2 separate regions of the Ovis aries genome follow, and region 1 is linked to region 2. A link is a contact called in public Hi-C data. All regions are on one chromosome and are shown on one strand. Each heading gives the region's core, a stretch centred on a gene start, on an enhancer-like site or on the middle of the called end of the contact. The rest is flanking DNA. Distances are from core to core; before and after follow the strand shown. Region 1 holds the start of MRPL38 (mitochondrial ribosomal protein L38). Region 2 holds the start of ZACN (zinc activated ion channel).

Region 1 (3,531 bases), core at 584-3,083, 140 kb after region 2:
CGAGCCCTTTGCTGGGTTACCAGAGTTGGTGTCATGGAAGCCTGAATTCCAGGACAGAGGAGCCAGAGCAGAAGCCACTCCAGGTCACCTGGGGTATCAAGTTTTATCTTGTTAGAACCAGATCCCAAGAACAACACAACCCTGAAAAGTTTTCAGTTCAGTTGCTCAGTCGTGTCTGACCCTTTACAACCCCATGGCCTGCAGCATGCCAGGCTTCCCAGTCCATCACCAACTCTTGGAGCTTGCTCAAACTCATGTCCACCAAGTCGGTGATATCATCCAACCATCTCATCAGGCAGAGGCAAAAAACTGGAGGTAATCAAAAGCTAACACATATACCACAGTTTTGGAGGAGGAAATGACAACCTATTCCATTATTCCTGCCTGGAAAATCACATGGACAGAGGAGCCTGGTGGGCTACAGTCTACCAGGTCGGAAAGAGTCAGACACGACTAAGCAGCTGAGCACACATACCACGGTTTAGTCTTCCCCGGGGGCTCAGACAGGTGGGGAAGATCCCCTGAAGGAGGAAATGGGAACCCACTCCGGTATTCTTTCCTGGGACATCACAGGAACAGAGGACACTGGCGGGCTACAGTCGGTAGGGTCACAAAGTGTAGGGCAGGACTGAGTGACTAACACTTTCATACCACAGTAAATGTTTTATATATGTTAATTCATTTCATCCTTAACACCCTCTATGAGATAAGCACTATTACTACCTACTTTCTTTCCAAATGAGGAAAACTGCAAAGGCGAAGGGAAAGTCACATCCTAGAATATGAACCCAAGCAGGGGGACTCCTGAGCTCCTGCTCACAACCCCTACTGCTGCTGCTGCTGCTACACCACTACAGGGGCTGAGGATGCCACCTTCAGGAGTTAGATGACCCTTAAGAACAACACGTGTCCGACTTAGCCACGCCATGGATATCCAGTCCATGGAACTCTCCAGGCTAGAATACTGGAGTGGGTGGCCTTTCCCTTCCCCAGGGGATCTTCCTAACCCAGGAATTGAACCCAGGTTTTCCAGTGGTCAGGTATGGATGTGAGAGTTGGACTGTGAAGAAAGCTGAGCGCCAAAGAATTGATGCTTTTGAACTGTGGTGTCGGAGAAGACTCTTGAGAGTCCCTTAGACTGCAAGGAGATCCAACCAGCCCATTCTGAAGGAGATCAGCCCTGGGATTTCTTTGGAGGAAATGATGCTGAAGCTGAAACTCCAGTACTCTAGCCACCTCATGCGAAGAGTTGACTGATTGGAAAAGACTCTGATGCTGGGAGGGACTGGGGGGGGCAGGAGGAGAAGGGGACGACAGAGGATGAGATGGCTGGAGGGCATCACTGACTCGATGGACTTGAGTCTGAGTGAAGTCCGGGAGTTGGTGATGGAGAGGGAGGCCTGGCGTGCTGCGATTCATGGGGTGGCAAAGAGTCGGACACGACTGAGCGACTGAACTCCCACACTGCAGGCGGATTCTTTACCATGTGAGCCACCAGGGAAGCCCAAGACCACCACCCAGAGCCCTGCAGCGGGCGGACCTTCTCCAGCGGAGGCGGCTACAAGCCCGCCTGACCGCCCCCAGTCTGTGTCGCCCCCTGGTGGCCGACGGCAGGCATGAGGCGGGACAGCCCGCAGGTCCGCCCCACCGCCCACTGGGTACTTCCGAAGCCGGGAAGCCGGATGCCCGCAGCCACCTCCAGCCCGGAAGAGGAAGACTTCGGGCCCAGGGCGGGGGCGGGGCTCCCGGGACGCGAGGGGCGGGGCTCCGGGACGCGGGGGCGGGACCTGCGCCGTTAGCTCAGGCGCCGCTCCGGCCACCTCTGTGGGGTCCATAGAGCGGCGGCGCGCCGGCCTGAGGGAAGATGGCGGCCGCCTGGTGGCGGGTCGTGCTGAACGGGAGTCGGAGTTGGCGGGGCTTCAGCACCTCAGGTGAGAGCTCTGGAGGATAAGGGGCTCTTGGAGGCCCCCGTCCAGCCGAACCCTGGGGCTCGAGCCGGCTCCCGCTCCGGGCCTCCGCGGGAGCCGGGCCAGGGCCAGCCTGATGTCCTGCTCTCCGCCCGCAGCCGCCCTGAGCCGCCGGGCCGCTCCTCTGGGGCCGATGCCCAACGAGGACATCGACGTGAGCAACCTGGAACGGCTGAAGAAATACCGCAGCTTCGACCGCTACCGGCGCCGTGCGGAGCGGGAGGCGCGGGACCCGCACTGGTGGCGGACATACCGGGAGCATTTCGGAGAGGAGTCAGGTGGTGGTGTCCTGAGCTGGGCTGTGACCTCACCTCCTTGGGACTCGGAGGTTGGGGCGGGGGTGGATTCCGCCGGCTTGGATTCCCCGTGTTTGACGGAGAAGGCCTGCTCACGTTCCTGTGTGCACTGGTGGTGGCTTAGTCCCGCCAGCATATTTCATATCTTTTGGTCCCCCTCCTTGGAAAATTCTCTTCATTATTAGATTTCCACCTTTTATGTTTCTACACCGAAAGTCTTTTGCTGACCAACTGCCCCCGTCCCAATTCTGGGTTGGAACGCCCTTCTGTGCTTCTATAACACTGTTGATGTCACCCTGGCCACACTGCATCCTGAGACTCTTTGCTGCTTTCCTCCCAGACTATGAGCTCTCTAAGAACAGGGATCCTGTCTGCCTTGACCACCACTAGCTCTCTACACCTGCCACAGATGACCAATACTTTGCTGAGTTAAATTGAAAGCCCTGGGGATGGTGACTCAGGGACCCTGCACAGCCAGCTGTGAACAGGCTTAAAGGTGATCCCAGCCACAATTAGGTCACCGTCCGCCTGGACAAATAATGCTCTGGAGAAGGACGTGGCAACCCACTTCAGTATTCTTGCCTGGAGAATCCCACAGACAGAGGAGCCTGCCAGGCTACAGTCCATGGGGTCGCACAGTCAGATGCTACTGAAGTGACCTAGCATGCATGCACACAGACAGATGTAACCTTGTTTAGGGATTAGAAAATAGAATCTCACATTGCATCCAGTTTACTTAGTGACTGGAACAAGTCCAGATCTGTGAAGCTGACAACACAGTATGTTTTAGTTTTGTGAATTAAAGGCTAAGTTTTAGTAGCAGAGTTTGCCCAGTGAAAGGAAAAGTATGGACAGGGAGCTTAACGAAGCCCTGATTCCACTTTCTCCACATCTTCTGTCCGCAGGTCCCAAAGACACGGTTGACATTGGCTTGCCTCCACCTAAGGTCTGCCGGACCCAACAGTTGCTGGAACGGAAACGGGTCCTGCGGGAGCTGCGGGCCAGTGTGGAGGAGGAGCGGGCCACCCGCCTCCGCACAGGTAAGCCTTCCTGAGGGAGGGGGTCCTGGGTGTGTCCCTGCCCCCACCCCGCATCCCCACTGGCATCATTCCTTTCCAGCGAGCATCCCCTTGGAAGCTGTGCGAGCCGAGTGGGAGAGAACCTGTGGCCCCTACCACAAGCAGCGTCTGGCCAAATACTATGGTCTCTATCGGGACCTCTTCCATGGGGCCACCTTCGTGCCCCGAGTCCCCCTGCATGTGGCCTAT
Region 2 (3,393 bases), core at 500-2,999:
GTATTTCCCAGAGGGGAGGGATGGAAGGGAAGGTGGGACTACTCTGCTGAGTTGAACATCACATGCTGGGTTTGTGGGATAATCAGTGGGTGGCTACACCTTCAGGATGTTTTCAGGAGTGAGGCTGCAGCAGCCTGCGCCTCTGGGCTGGACACAAGTGGGCAGTTCAGCCCTGGCTGTTGGCCCAGAACTGTTGCTCTGGGGGTGAGAGAAGACGACTGGAGGGGCCCACAGCCTACAGCAGGGGAGGACCTGGAGATGTGGCCGCTATTTGAGTAGGACGTACGGAGTGAAAGAAGCGTGCCCAGCTCCCCTAAGCCAGGGGGTGGACGGGTGTGAACACAGGCCTGGTCCCCCAGGTCAGGTGTTTGCTGGGGGCCGGAGGCTTCCCCTCCCCTCTCCCCTCATCCCCCATTTCCTGTCCTGTCAGCACCGGTGTTGCTGAAAGCGAAGAAGGTGAGGTGGCAGTCACTCTGGTCCCTAGGGAAGTGGAAGAGCTCAAAGTCGCAGTTGGTCTCCGTGGTGAGGGCCAGGTAGAACTCGATGTGGCCGTCCCCGTCTACGCGGGCCTGCGGGTTCTTGTCCTGCCAGTTCACCCAGAGGCTGCAGAGGGACAGGCACCCCTCAGAAGGGGGAGGAGGGGGGACCCCAGCATGTTCCCAGCTGCTGTGCACTGCCCTCGAGGTTCTGGAAGCTGGGGCACCATAGTTTACAGGAGTCGTGTCAGTAGTCTGGCGGGGCCACCAGGAGGGGGATATTCAGTAAGAGGACCTCCCAGCTCCAGATGAGTAGAGAAGGCTGCGCCTGGCCTGTGCCAGGAAAACCACCCCCGCCTCACTTACGCCTCCCGAACAGTGAGTCTCGGCATCCAGAGCACGTCCCAGGGCAGCATGATTGGGTTCTGCTGGTGCCCAGTTGAATTCAAGGCCAGGCGTGTGTTCAGCCAGGACTGGGGACACAAGGGTGCTACTAAGGCTCCCACTCTCTGTGTATATGTGCCCCTGGGCTTAGCAGGTTGACAAAGGCCAGTACTTCTGTGCTGGACTCAAGGGGTCTCTCCCCTCCTCAGCCTCCACCCACCATGGATGCTCACCAGCCGAAGCAGCAATGTGGAGGACACCGTGTACCGAAGGATGTCCTGCGGTAGGGGGGGGAACAGTGTGTCACCTCGGGGGTGGGCGCTGTGGCAGGAAGGCCAGAGACCCCCGCGTTCACGAGGCTGAGCCCTGTTCCATCTCCAGCTCAGCGCTTGGGCTCCCGGGCCCTCAGGACACTCACCACGTTAAACACATTGGACACAAACACCTGCACATCCACCACCAGGGGCTTGCTTCCGTTGTTTGGAATCTGGATGGGATCCGGAACCTCCTGGGGTGAGTTGAGATTGGAGAAGGATGGCCAGTCTGAAGGGTGAAGGTCGAGGTCACCCTGTGCCTTGGGACCCAAATCCCAAAGCTCAAGGCCTTATGCTCTCTACCTACCAAATGCCGGCGCGTTAAAGCCCTGCTGCTGAGCCAAAGGCTGAGTGGTTCCAAGCCCGAGGAAGGTGAGATGGAGCAGGAGCCGCAGGACCATCTTGAGAGGCTATGCGGAGGGACTGGATGGAGCAGCAGCGCCTAGGCTACAACCTCTATTTCAGTCACTTCTCTGGGGGACTGGGCAGTCGGTTGGAGGCAGCTGTTGTGTGCAACAATCCTGGAGCCTCAGACTTGGCACACCTGCACCCCAGGTTCCGCAAACACCGAAAGACAAAGCTCAGGACCCAGCCCCGCCCAACTTGCATCTACCCAGGCTTTCAGGCCCCTGCTCCATTTCCACCACCTGGAACCAGTTTTCACATTCAAGACTCGCCAAGCAGACGAGACAAGCATGGGACCCCTGCCTAAACACACACACACCTTTCCCTGACAAGGTCCTTCCAATCTGGGCAGGTCCAACCTGTGTTTCCACAGCAGGCACCTGCTTGGCTAAGCTCCCAAACCCTTACCACAGTGCTCTGTGCCCAGCCATGTGAAGGTGGCACACCCTTGAGGGTTTCCCTGCCTCTCCTCAAACAACTAATTTCATGTCAAAGGCCTTGGCTCAAGGACTCCAGAAGTGGGGCAAACCTGGAACAGCTAGAGGCTCGCTTCTGACCAAAGCCCCTGGGGTCTTTCTGCTCCCCGCAGGATTCTCAGGCTGCCCGAGGCCAGCAGTGCCTTAGAAATACCTCTGTGCACCCTGAAGCAGGACCAATGGCTGTGGGGGTGATTTTCCTAACCTAAGGATAAACCTGCCCTGGAGACCAGATCCCAGACAGCTGCAGGGAGGAAAGGAAACAAGGGCTGAAGGTGGTTAGGCGCTGGTCTGGTTGGTATGACTCCATACAGCCTCAGGGAGCTGGCAACAGGCGAGGACCGGCCACACGCCTGTGCGCAAACGCTAATGGGAACACACACAGTGTCCTGGTCTGCCAAGTGTGTCATCAGCTGACTTACCCAGTATGCTCTGACAGCTTGTGTGCTGCTCACTGGCAGCTGCTGTTTTCTCCATCTACATACACCTGGGGCGTCCTGATGGCCACGTGGAAAGAGCCTTAGGTCCTCACACGCTCCTCAGTATCCATTAGGGATTTCTAGGCGGATTTTAACTCTGCTGCCTTCAGTGCAGGCCCCTCTCTTGTACTCATCCATCCAGAGCTCCCCGGAAAGTCCCAGAGGCTTCTCACCACGGAGCCTGGGGCCCCTGAGACAGGCAGAGACAGTGCGCCACAGCACATGGAATAGTTTGAGCGTTTTATTCACAAATGAAATTCCCTCCACGATCCCGCAACCTCTGACTCCAATCTTTCAACACCCAAGCATACCCCCTAAGTGCCCTCAGGTCAAATTAACTGTCAAGATGCCTTTGGGGGGCCTTTGGGTCCCTCCAGCACAGGTCGGGACGTGGCTGGATGACTGGCTGCGGAGAGGCGCCGGCACAGGGGCAGAGTGCCCGGCGGCCTCGCTCACGTGCGTCAGGTCAGTGGACTCGCGCTCCAGCACGCTGCCGCCATGGGGGCCCCGGGGCGCGACGCACACGCGGCCTGAGGCTCTGCGCGGGGCGCGGCGCAGCAGGCCGGCGCAGATCTCTCGGAAACCCTTGCGGAAGTGCTTGGAGATGAGAGCGTAGACGATGGGGTTGACGCAGGAGTTGGCATAGGAGACCAGGTGCGAGAGGATGCGGAGCGCGTAAGTGGCGCGCGTAAGAGGGAAGCGGCCGAACCACACGCAGAGGATCAGCGCGTGGTGAGGCATCCAGCAGAGGCAGAAGAGCGCGGCCACGATGATGATCATGCGTGTCACCTTACGCTTGGCGCGCCGGGCGCCCGAGCCGGCGGCCGCCGGGTCGACGGCGCGCCAGAGGTAGCGCAAG

Evidence for each region. A called contact is a pair of places that touch in the nucleus more often than the background predicts.
Region 1: a Hi-C map of tail adipose tissue shows a contact between it and region 2, with 3 times the contacts expected there. The contact joins the promoter of MRPL38 here to the promoter of ZACN in region 2. A contact is called at or near these places in 5 of 16 Hi-C or Micro-C datasets (blood, hypothalamus, liver and 2 more).

What each region holds. Positions count from the first base shown.
Region 1 is chr11:55,065,724-55,069,254 of ARS-UI_Ramb_v3.0, forward strand. MRPL38 (mitochondrial ribosomal protein L38) reads left to right here and starts at 1,834. Exons shown (of 8, transcript XM_060395850.1): 1 at 1,834-1,931; 2 at 2,066-2,245; 3 at 3,169-3,303; 4 at 3,383-3,531. The coding sequence starts at 1,865. LOC114116823 (a long non-coding RNA gene) reads right to left here. Exons shown (of 4, transcript XR_009595637.1): 4 at 2,980-3,531.
Region 2 is chr11:54,926,372-54,929,764 of ARS-UI_Ramb_v3.0, forward strand. It overlaps ZACN (zinc activated ion channel), which reads right to left and starts at 1,750. Exons shown (of 9, transcript XM_004013114.6): 1 at 1,482-1,750; 2 at 1,279-1,403; 3 at 1,094-1,138; 4 at 843-949; 5 at 434-603. The coding sequence starts at 1,575. It overlaps GALR2 (galanin receptor 2), which reads right to left. Exons shown (of 2, transcript XM_027975405.3): 2 at 2,762-3,393. The coding sequence ends at 2,859.